Linked DNA regions of Mus musculus: regions 1 and 2 are each linked to region 3. The links are chromatin contacts, called in public Hi-C maps. All regions are on one chromosome and are shown on one strand. Each heading gives the region's core, a stretch centred on a gene start, on an enhancer-like site or on the middle of the called end of the contact. The rest is flanking DNA. Distances are from core to core; before and after follow the strand shown.

Region 1 (2,871 bases), core at 54-2,553, 460 kb before region 3:
GACTTCTTTTTCTGTCAACAAAATTGTGAGTTCTATAATATAAACTTAGCAAGCCCATCAGTCATAATGTTATACTTGTCTAATAGCTGTGTTCAAAGACTTCAAAAACACTTGGGATTTTAATTTTAGGTTTCTCTCTTATACCACTGCATCTAAAGATGTTCCTTTCTAGCTCTTCTTTCATTCCATCTTTTCTTAATAGGCTTTTCTAGTTTTGACTGATGTAGAAGACAAAAATACTTCTAGTACTTGGGTTAATTAGAATATGGGTGACAGAGTATGGTAAAATGTGATTTTAGTACTCTGCTCAAATCCAGTTTTGACACCGTTGAAGTTTATTTTGATGTAGCTTATTCTGAAGATCAACATCCTATTCTCTGAATGGCTAATACTGTAACCTATGAAGAATGTATAGATTGTGAATGATTCTTTCCTAAAATGTGTATAACTAAAAAAATAAAATTAAAATAAAATAAACAAGGAAGCTATTGCTATTATCCATTTAAACTCTATACTAATGACTTGTACGTTCCTGGTATGAGTTTTTAACCTTGGTGAGAATGGATTCAACTTTAAATTTTATTCTAATGTCCTATGAATGTCTATGCATTCATAGAAGAGCAATGAAGTTTTCCCTCTAAGATACCAGTAGTCTGAGTGTATTTGCCAAGGAAATAATAAAGACAAACATTTAAAGTAAAAGCCTGAATATCCATACAGAGGCAGTATCATAAAATGGTGTCTACAAAAACACACATCAATCCATTCAATGAAATAGCTGCCTTTAAAAATCTCCTGTCTAAACACAAGTAGCCAGGTATGTCCAAGGTCAGAGTCAAGGTTGAGAACCATGGGTTTTGTTGCTGATTGTTGTTATTGTTGTCCTCTTCCATGATGGCCTTCTGGGCGTCAGACAATTGAGAAACATCCGTAGTGCAGACTGGAAGGGTTAATGAACATTCTCCCAGCTTCTGAAAGGAATACAACTTTCTCTTCAGATGAGGATTTTTTTTTCTCTCTCTCTCAAAACATACACCCTCCTGAAGTGTGTGTTTCATTCTGGCTTCTGCTTACAAAGCAGAGTTAGTCATAGAATGACATCGTACAGACATTAAACAAGACTTTTCTTTCTCACGAGGGGGCCCCTTTCCTAATGGCCCTGTGCCATAAAGTTGAATTCTGAAGTAGATGAATCACATTTTAAAAGTCGCTACTGTGTGTGTTTTACGCTTGTGGAAACACGTAGCATCCTCCTAAGCAGCGTGTGGCTTGTGACAGAGGTGCTTTTGATGTCTGATTAGATGATCATGGAGACATCTGGAGTGAGTTAGGTTTAAAGTGACTGTTGTGAGCCAATGGAGGCTCCAAACCCTTCAGATAGAGTCAGGCTTTATTTTGTTTTCCCCTAAATCACAAGCTTTTGCGATATTTAACTGATTTTTTTTTTTTTGAGCCTTCTCTCCAGACAGATCTCCATACTTTTCCAAAGTAAAAATGGATGAATGGCATTTGTTGAAAAAAAAATCATCAAGGGTTATTGCTGTGGGAAGAAACTGGCAGCTAATGCATCTGAAGTCAGAACTGACCGACTTAGTACTGAGAATGATGGCTCTGTTACCTCTGCCTTTAATTTCAGTCACTACCAATCAAACATGTTAACATATAGATAAAATGTATCTGGTTTTAGTTCCATTCTTACAATGATCGAAAGCAAAGCAAGCAGATCTGGACGCAGCTGACACTGTTTAGATTGCAATGCTGCTGTGTGTGGAGAGCACTCATTGAGAGATTACTCATTAATACAGCAAATTGTATTTGAGTGGTTGCAAAATATGAGCATTGCATAGAGGCTGTGTAATTTCCAGAGAAATCCTTTACCCAAAATATTTGGGATTAGAAGTGTTTGGAATTTGCAATAATTCTGGATGCCGAAATAATTTCATTCATACATATATATATATATATATATATATATATATATAAAATATTAAAATATTATATATATAATATTAAATATATATATATATATATATATATATAATCTTAAGAACTAGGCCTGATACTAAGCATTAAATTTATTTGTTTTCTAAGCACCTTAGATACACAACCTACAGCAGTTGTATTCAACATTTAAATAATCTGATTTTTTTTTTTTTTTTTTTTTTGCTGTAGCCTACTCACAGGAATTGAGGGGCAAGCTTTTCCACTTGGGTTATCAGGTTAGTGGTGCTCAGTCAATAAAACAATGTTCTCTATGTATTCATGAGTAAGACTATTATTTATCTATAATAGATGGGTAGACTCATATACACACACACCCCATATGATTTTTTTGCCTTAAAATCCCTTTTTCAGAGCTTCCAAAATGTCCACTACATTTCTTCTTATGACAGTCTATGAAAACTCCTTTCCTTCTAAGGTCATGGAAAGACGCACATGGTCTTTGTCATCTGAAGCATTTAAGTGTCCAGGTCAGGGTTTTAAGTACATTCATTCACAGCCGTGCCTCTATCATCACTGCCTCTAGAGTTCTGCAGTTTACAAAACTGAATTCTGTAGCCATTAAAAATGATCTCTGCTGTCCAGAAACCCTGACAACTACAATTTACCCTTTTCTCTTCCTAATTTTGAAAGCCTGGGAAGCTCGCGGCAGCGGACTTGTACAGTCGCTGTCTTTGTGTGACCGGCTAATTTGATTAAGCGCGCCATCCTCAAGCTGTATGCATCCTGTACCACAGTCTACACTGATTTCCTGGTCGAGGCTCAAAGGAATCCTATTGTTCATGTTGTATTCTCTATCTGGAGGATTTTGTTGATGGAGATTAGATTATCTCTCATTTCGACTTGGGTATAGTGCTGCTATGGACATGT
Region 2 (2,829 bases), core at 38-2,537, 430 kb after region 3:
CTATTAACTATCTGCCTAAAAATATAGCACAAATAAGTCTGTGTGTAAATATTCATATATAGTTTAAATGAAATATTTCCATCTGGTCTAGCAATGTTCCTTCCAAGAAACAAAGACCATCTAACAAAAATCCCATTTCCCAGCCTGAGAAGCCCTCTTTTGAGTTGTTGATTGGACTTGTCCAAGAGGCTCCCAAAAGTTTACAGGATATTGCTGTTGCTCTTGGTTGCCACCCAGAGTTGAAAGATTAGGTGTGTGTGTGTGTGTGTGTGTGTGTGTGTGTGTGTGTGTGTGTATGTGTATATATATATATAATCAAAAAGCCATGTTTTAAAAGATAGATATTCCTGTCTTGTGTTTCTAGAGTACAGAAGGCTGAAATTTTCAAATGAAAGGCAACCCTGCTAGAAGAGGAAGGCCAGGCAACATCTGGAAGTGGCCACAGAGCATCCAGGCTGCCACCCAGTCATGAAAGTTCTCCTGATAAAACACACAAGTGACCAACAAAAATAGCAAAGCAAGTGTACTCTCTGCTGCCTGCACCCACCCACCCTGTCATCCTGATCTGAAGGTGTGAAGGCCTGAGACTGACAGTAGGAAGGATGAGGGAGGGGTCACTTTCTCTGTCTTAGTTCAGCTGTAAATTTTCTGGGCTATACAACCATGACAATTGATTTATTTTTCATTTAATACAGATTTATTCTGTGAAGCTTTGAACACTCAGTGACTTGGAATGGAGAATTTTCAGTTTAGTAAAGCATACAGTCCGTAAGTGTTATTTGGATGTGAAATCCGTTCATCTGCACTTCCCTTGTTTGAAGATAACGATATTTTCTGCTGCCCCATCTGACAGATCTCCAACCTTGAACATTTCAGTGTTAATCTGAACTGGTAAGTGATCAAAGCTTATATCCTGTTTTCTTTTCAGACAAGACTGAATTAAAAAAAAAAAAAAAACTCATATTCTTATAAATAGCCCAAAGAATAAGCCAAGAATTCCTGCAGAATCTAATGAGATCTATTATGCTAAGTAGGGAGACACCCCTCCCCCAAGCCCTCAAGAAAAGAGCTCAAGGAAGTAGAAATTAAATTGCCAAGTCTAATGGATTCCCTGTGTGACTAACTCATTGTATTGTTTCACGTGTTTGAGGAGATGCACACATTTCACGGACAGACTTAGTCACTCCTGCTTGCACAGCTGCTGCCCTGCTCCATGTCTAAGGTCAGGTTCATCCATGGCGGAGCTCAGCAGCTCTTGCTCAAGTGGGATCAATCATGAAAGAGTTTTCTGTTGACATTACTCTGATGCTTGCAGGGGACCAGTTCCTACTCTGTCTCAGGAAGACTCTGCCCCTTCATGGTGGGAGGTGGATGTGATTAAAGGACTAGGGTAAATAAAAGCTCTCATTGGAGAGGCTGAATGCCAAAGAACTGCTCAAGGTCGACCAGATGTACCAAATACACCCTGCCCCTTGTGGCTTCCAAGACCTTACCTTTATTTGCAACAATTTGCTTTTTTTTTTTTTTTTTTTTTTTGTGCTTGCCATTTTTCATGCAAAATCCAAAGAGAAGATGAAATGGAGTGTTTTAAAGCCTGTTGGGTGAAGGTGGGATTAATAACAATAACAATAGCAAGTCTTCAACCTCACTCTCTCCTGTGGCTTTACTCTCAATGATCATGATCATCCTTAAGAGAGCCAGCTTTACCTTCAGCAGCCTTTAAAATTGTGTGCATGATATTTAGATCCTTTACATTGCAATTCTATTTGGTACATCTTCATATTCTTAATATATATAGTAGCTTTAATATATATGTATATGTATATATATATATATTTAGAAACCATCTGTTAAAATACATTAAAAGAAATAAAAATCATACAATTCCCTAATGGTGCATGTTTATGTGCATAATCTTAATACTATGGTGTGCTAGTTTAATTTTCCAAATGGATTACAAATAAGGTTTTGAAAAAAAATAAAATTAGGAGTCATTCTTTGGTTACAGTATTGTAAATTTTCTTGTCAGAATTCAGGGACTGTCCCCTGGCTTTGGTTCTGTTCTTTTAAATGAATCCTAAGCCTAGTAAGCAATAACTATAATGTGATATCTGAAATTTTTCTTACTAATTTTTGTGGTTTTGGCAATTTAACCCAGAGCCTCGCAGCTGCTGTACCACTAAACTATGCCCCATGATGACCAAAGCTTCAGTTATGTAATCAAGGGTCCTTTGTTCTAATCACAGTGGCTATAAGATTATTTTCAGCATTAGTTTTAGTTCTGTTTAAGTGGAAATTGTTACAGGTATGGTAACACACACCTGTAACCCCAATACTCAGAAGATTTGCTGTTAGTTTGAGTCCAGCTTGGGTTACAGAGAAAATGTAAAGCTAGCCAGGTATACATAGTAAAACCCCATCAAACACACAAACACAAACCAAAAGATTGTATATGTATGTAGTGTATATTAATTAGAAAAAGAAGTCGTAAAATATAGATTGAGCATCTCTAGTCCAAAATACAACTTTTTGCACTCAAACAGCCTCGGATTTTGTAGCATTTCAACGTTTTAGATTAGGAATGTTCAAATGACAATCTATGTAAATATTTCAAAATCTGGTGTCGGAATGCCAAGCACTTCAGATGAAGAATGTTCAGCCTGTGCTATAACTGTGCCTCAAACTCTTCCCCTCTCTATTGAGTTATCATTTGGAACAGACAAGGAAAGGGTATAGAGAGAATCTCTTGTGTAGTGTTTGGAAGCATCCATGTCAATAAATAAGCTGTTTGTCAATTAGCTAAGGTAGGAAGTAGGAGCTGAGAGTTCT
Region 3 (2,700 bases), core at 187-2,686:
AGGAAACCAAAGGGAAGGATCAGTGCCTTGACTACCTCAGTACATACCAGAGGCCCAACCACAGTAACCAAAGAACCGCCAGTCAGGCCCCCACCTCTCAAAGGTTCTGCACTTCCCCCTGAGCATCACCCTAACATAGGGGTTTTATGGGACAGTAGAGATTCAAGTTCCTTTCAGGGAGTATGCATTATCTGCTTGGTGAATTGGCTCCCTGGGGCTCCACGCACAGTTCCCACCCCAATGGTGGACTGTGTCCGCAGATCACTGTTCCGCTCAGAGCCCAAAACAACTGCACTGAAAAATATAAATGATGTCAAAGCAAGGAGAAGGAGGGGACCTACTGCACTCATGAGTTAAGTGGCTTTGGCGAGACCTGAAGCTTGATTGAACTAGTCACTGGCAAAACATGAAATGCCAGTTTAATGGCAGGAACTTGCTCACCTGGGTTTCAAGAAGAGATGGAATTGCAGAGGAAAGGAAGTAAAAGCAATTGAGGGTTTTTGTGGTTGGTGGTGGTGGCTTTAGCCCTTTATGTTTCTATGTTGCTTTCACAGGAATACACTGCCGTGCACGCTGTATGGGGGTGAAGCTGGGATATATAACATGTGAGTGAATCTCCAGCTTTTAAACCATAGCATCAATCATCTTGAAAGGAGGCAACATGTTTACAGGCAATCCCCAACACAGAAATAAACTGTGTTGCCGAGACTCGTTTAGAAGTTGGCAATTTAGAAGGAGACATGGATTTCCCATGGGAGTAGGGGAAAGATTGGTTGTGGGGCTTCCCAAACCAGCATCCAAATTTCCACTGAAACTCAGTAACATTGTGCTAATCACAGTGCCATTGGCTGGAGCAGCAGTAGGGACCTCCAGAGTCAGAGGAAGAAAAGGACATTTTCTTCCTCCTTTCCTGGACACATCCATGTTTGGCATATTCTTCTGGCCCTGCCTGTAAATGTCTCCCTTGACCTTTAATTGTCCCTGACTTCCTCTATCATGGCTCCCCACTGAAGCTTCACTTTTCCTTCCAAAGTCCAGTGCTCAAATTTACCTCAGCCCCACCCCAGGAAGTTATCATTTTGTCAGCGTTTGCCCCCAGAAGTCCATTTTGACCCATCAGGTGTGTAGAGGAAGTATAGGAGGGAGGATTAGGAGACTGACTGGAACAAGCCACTCCCACAATGGACTGCTCGGTCTGTTCCCTGTCACTCTGTCACCTCTCTGCCAGCCTGTGCTTTCCCCCTGAGACTTCTCCTTGTATGTAGGGCCCATGTTTTGTCACATGGCCCTGTCTGACCGGCTTCCTGTGATCAGTGATCTGATTCTGAAAATGGAACTGATTTCTTCAGTAAACTGCTCCTCACATCCTCCAAGGGAAGCCCTTTGTTCTATATCTGCTTGCTGGATCCCATAACACCAGTTATTCTAACAGGGGCCATGACTCATCAGCCCTGCCTGACCATCTGCTCTGGAAGCCAGATACCCTAAACCGCTCTGTCCACTCATCCTGTCTTTCTAACACAGAAATGGTGAGAATTGCTTGAGCAGTGCTGATTAGAAACATAACAGGCAAGCAGAGCATTTAATCGTAAATAGATCAGGATCATAAGTGATTGCCCGAGTATGTGTCAAGGTTACGCCAACTACTAACTGGGAAAGTGTGGGCCATTTCTGTCTCCTTTAACAATCTGCTGATGGTGCTGTTTCATGTAAGTATGGGATCACGTATATGATTGCACGGGAAGCACTTAGAGTGGTCTCTGACATTGTAGGAAGTGTTCCATAAATGTTTCCAATGGTTTACAGGCCAACGTGTTTAGACGCCATTTATTCCACTGGCTAGACAACCATGTCTCCTTAGTCATTATCTTCCGTCTTTAACCTCTGCTCATTCTGGAGTTCTGGGTCACTATACAGTGCACACTGCATCGTGGGAGGCCCTCCAGCCACTCTCACTGTGCTACCTTGGAGAGACACATGATGACTTCAGGAGGCGACTGTCAGCTTGGTTAGTAAGCAGTATTTTGGCAAATTCCATTGCTCCAAAGGTCAATATCTATTTTCCTCTCTCCCACACATATACTTTTCTTCCTAAGGACTATGCCTTTCATCTTTGACCCTAGGGCACCCCTAATCTCTTTAACGAGCTTATGCAAAAATCAAAGGCCAGCAGAAAGTTGACTTCAAGTAGCTTCTGCTTTCAGCTCTGCAAAAACCCCAAAGCAAAGAAATATCAACTGCAGGCCGACCAAAGAGTGAGGGTGCAAACCAAAGAGATACATACAGATTATTGCTTAATGAATTAAACAATACCAGATTATTGATAACAATGACATCGTTTATTCAATGCCTACTCAACCTAGTTTTGTACAGCATATCTCAAACAAAGATGCTGTGATGTAGACATCTTTAACGCTATTGTATAAATGATTAAACTAAGACTTTGCTCCATCACCACACAATCATTGACCAAGCTGATTTTCAAATGTGGGCTAACTCCCAGAGCAAAGAGATGAAAAGGAGAGTCCAGCCCCTGGCAGCTCTTTAGATACTTTTTATGTAAGGGGCAGGGAGAAAGGGAAAGATTTCCTGTTTCCCCTGTCTTTAAGCACTCATATTTAAACACTGTCAAAACTGTTTCTCTTCCTCTGCTGAACGACTCTTCATCATTCCTAGTTTGCTTTGGAACCCAACAGGACT

The links. A called contact is a pair of places that touch in the nucleus more often than the background predicts.
Region 1: a Hi-C map of the N1E-115 cell line shows a contact between it and region 3, with 4 times the contacts expected there. The contact joins two enhancer-like sites. A contact is called at or near these places in 2 of 484 Hi-C or Micro-C datasets (the N1E-115 cell line and embryonic fibroblasts).
Region 2: a Hi-C map of the N1E-115 cell line shows a contact between it and region 3, with 2.0 times the contacts expected there. The contact joins two enhancer-like sites. A contact is called at or near these places in 2 of 484 Hi-C or Micro-C datasets (the N1E-115 cell line and embryonic fibroblasts) and 1 of 115 datasets of contacts at active chromatin or transcription factors (the NIH/3T3 cell line).

Annotation. Positions count from the first base shown.
Region 1 is chr1:62,085,003-62,087,873 of GRCm38.p6, forward strand. All of the region lies in intron 4 of Pard3b (par-3 family cell polarity regulator beta), which reads left to right. Among named protein-coding and RNA genes, the nearest start is that of Pard3bos2, 50 kb to the right of the region's middle. Within about 2 kb of position 1,304, at least 15 of the 459 cell types and tissues checked have an H3K27ac peak or open chromatin away from gene starts, as enhancers often do. A contact at or near this core is called in the N1E-115 cell line, where this site is marked.
Region 2 is chr1:62,975,729-62,978,557 of GRCm38.p6, forward strand. The region is part of intron 2 of Gm38513 (a long non-coding RNA gene); the gene reads right to left. Among named protein-coding and RNA genes, the nearest start is that of Gm38513, 4.3 kb to the right of the region's middle. Within about 2 kb of position 1,288, at least 6 of the 459 cell types and tissues checked have an H3K27ac peak or open chromatin away from gene starts, as enhancers often do. A contact at or near this core is called in the N1E-115 cell line, where this site is marked.
Region 3 is chr1:62,547,730-62,550,429 of GRCm38.p6, forward strand. All of the region lies in intron 21 of Pard3b (par-3 family cell polarity regulator beta), which reads left to right. Among named protein-coding and RNA genes, the nearest start is that of Gm34881, 23 kb to the left of the region's middle. Within about 2 kb of position 1,437, at least 28 of the 459 cell types and tissues checked have an H3K27ac peak or open chromatin away from gene starts, as enhancers often do. A contact at or near this core is called in the N1E-115 cell line, where this site is marked.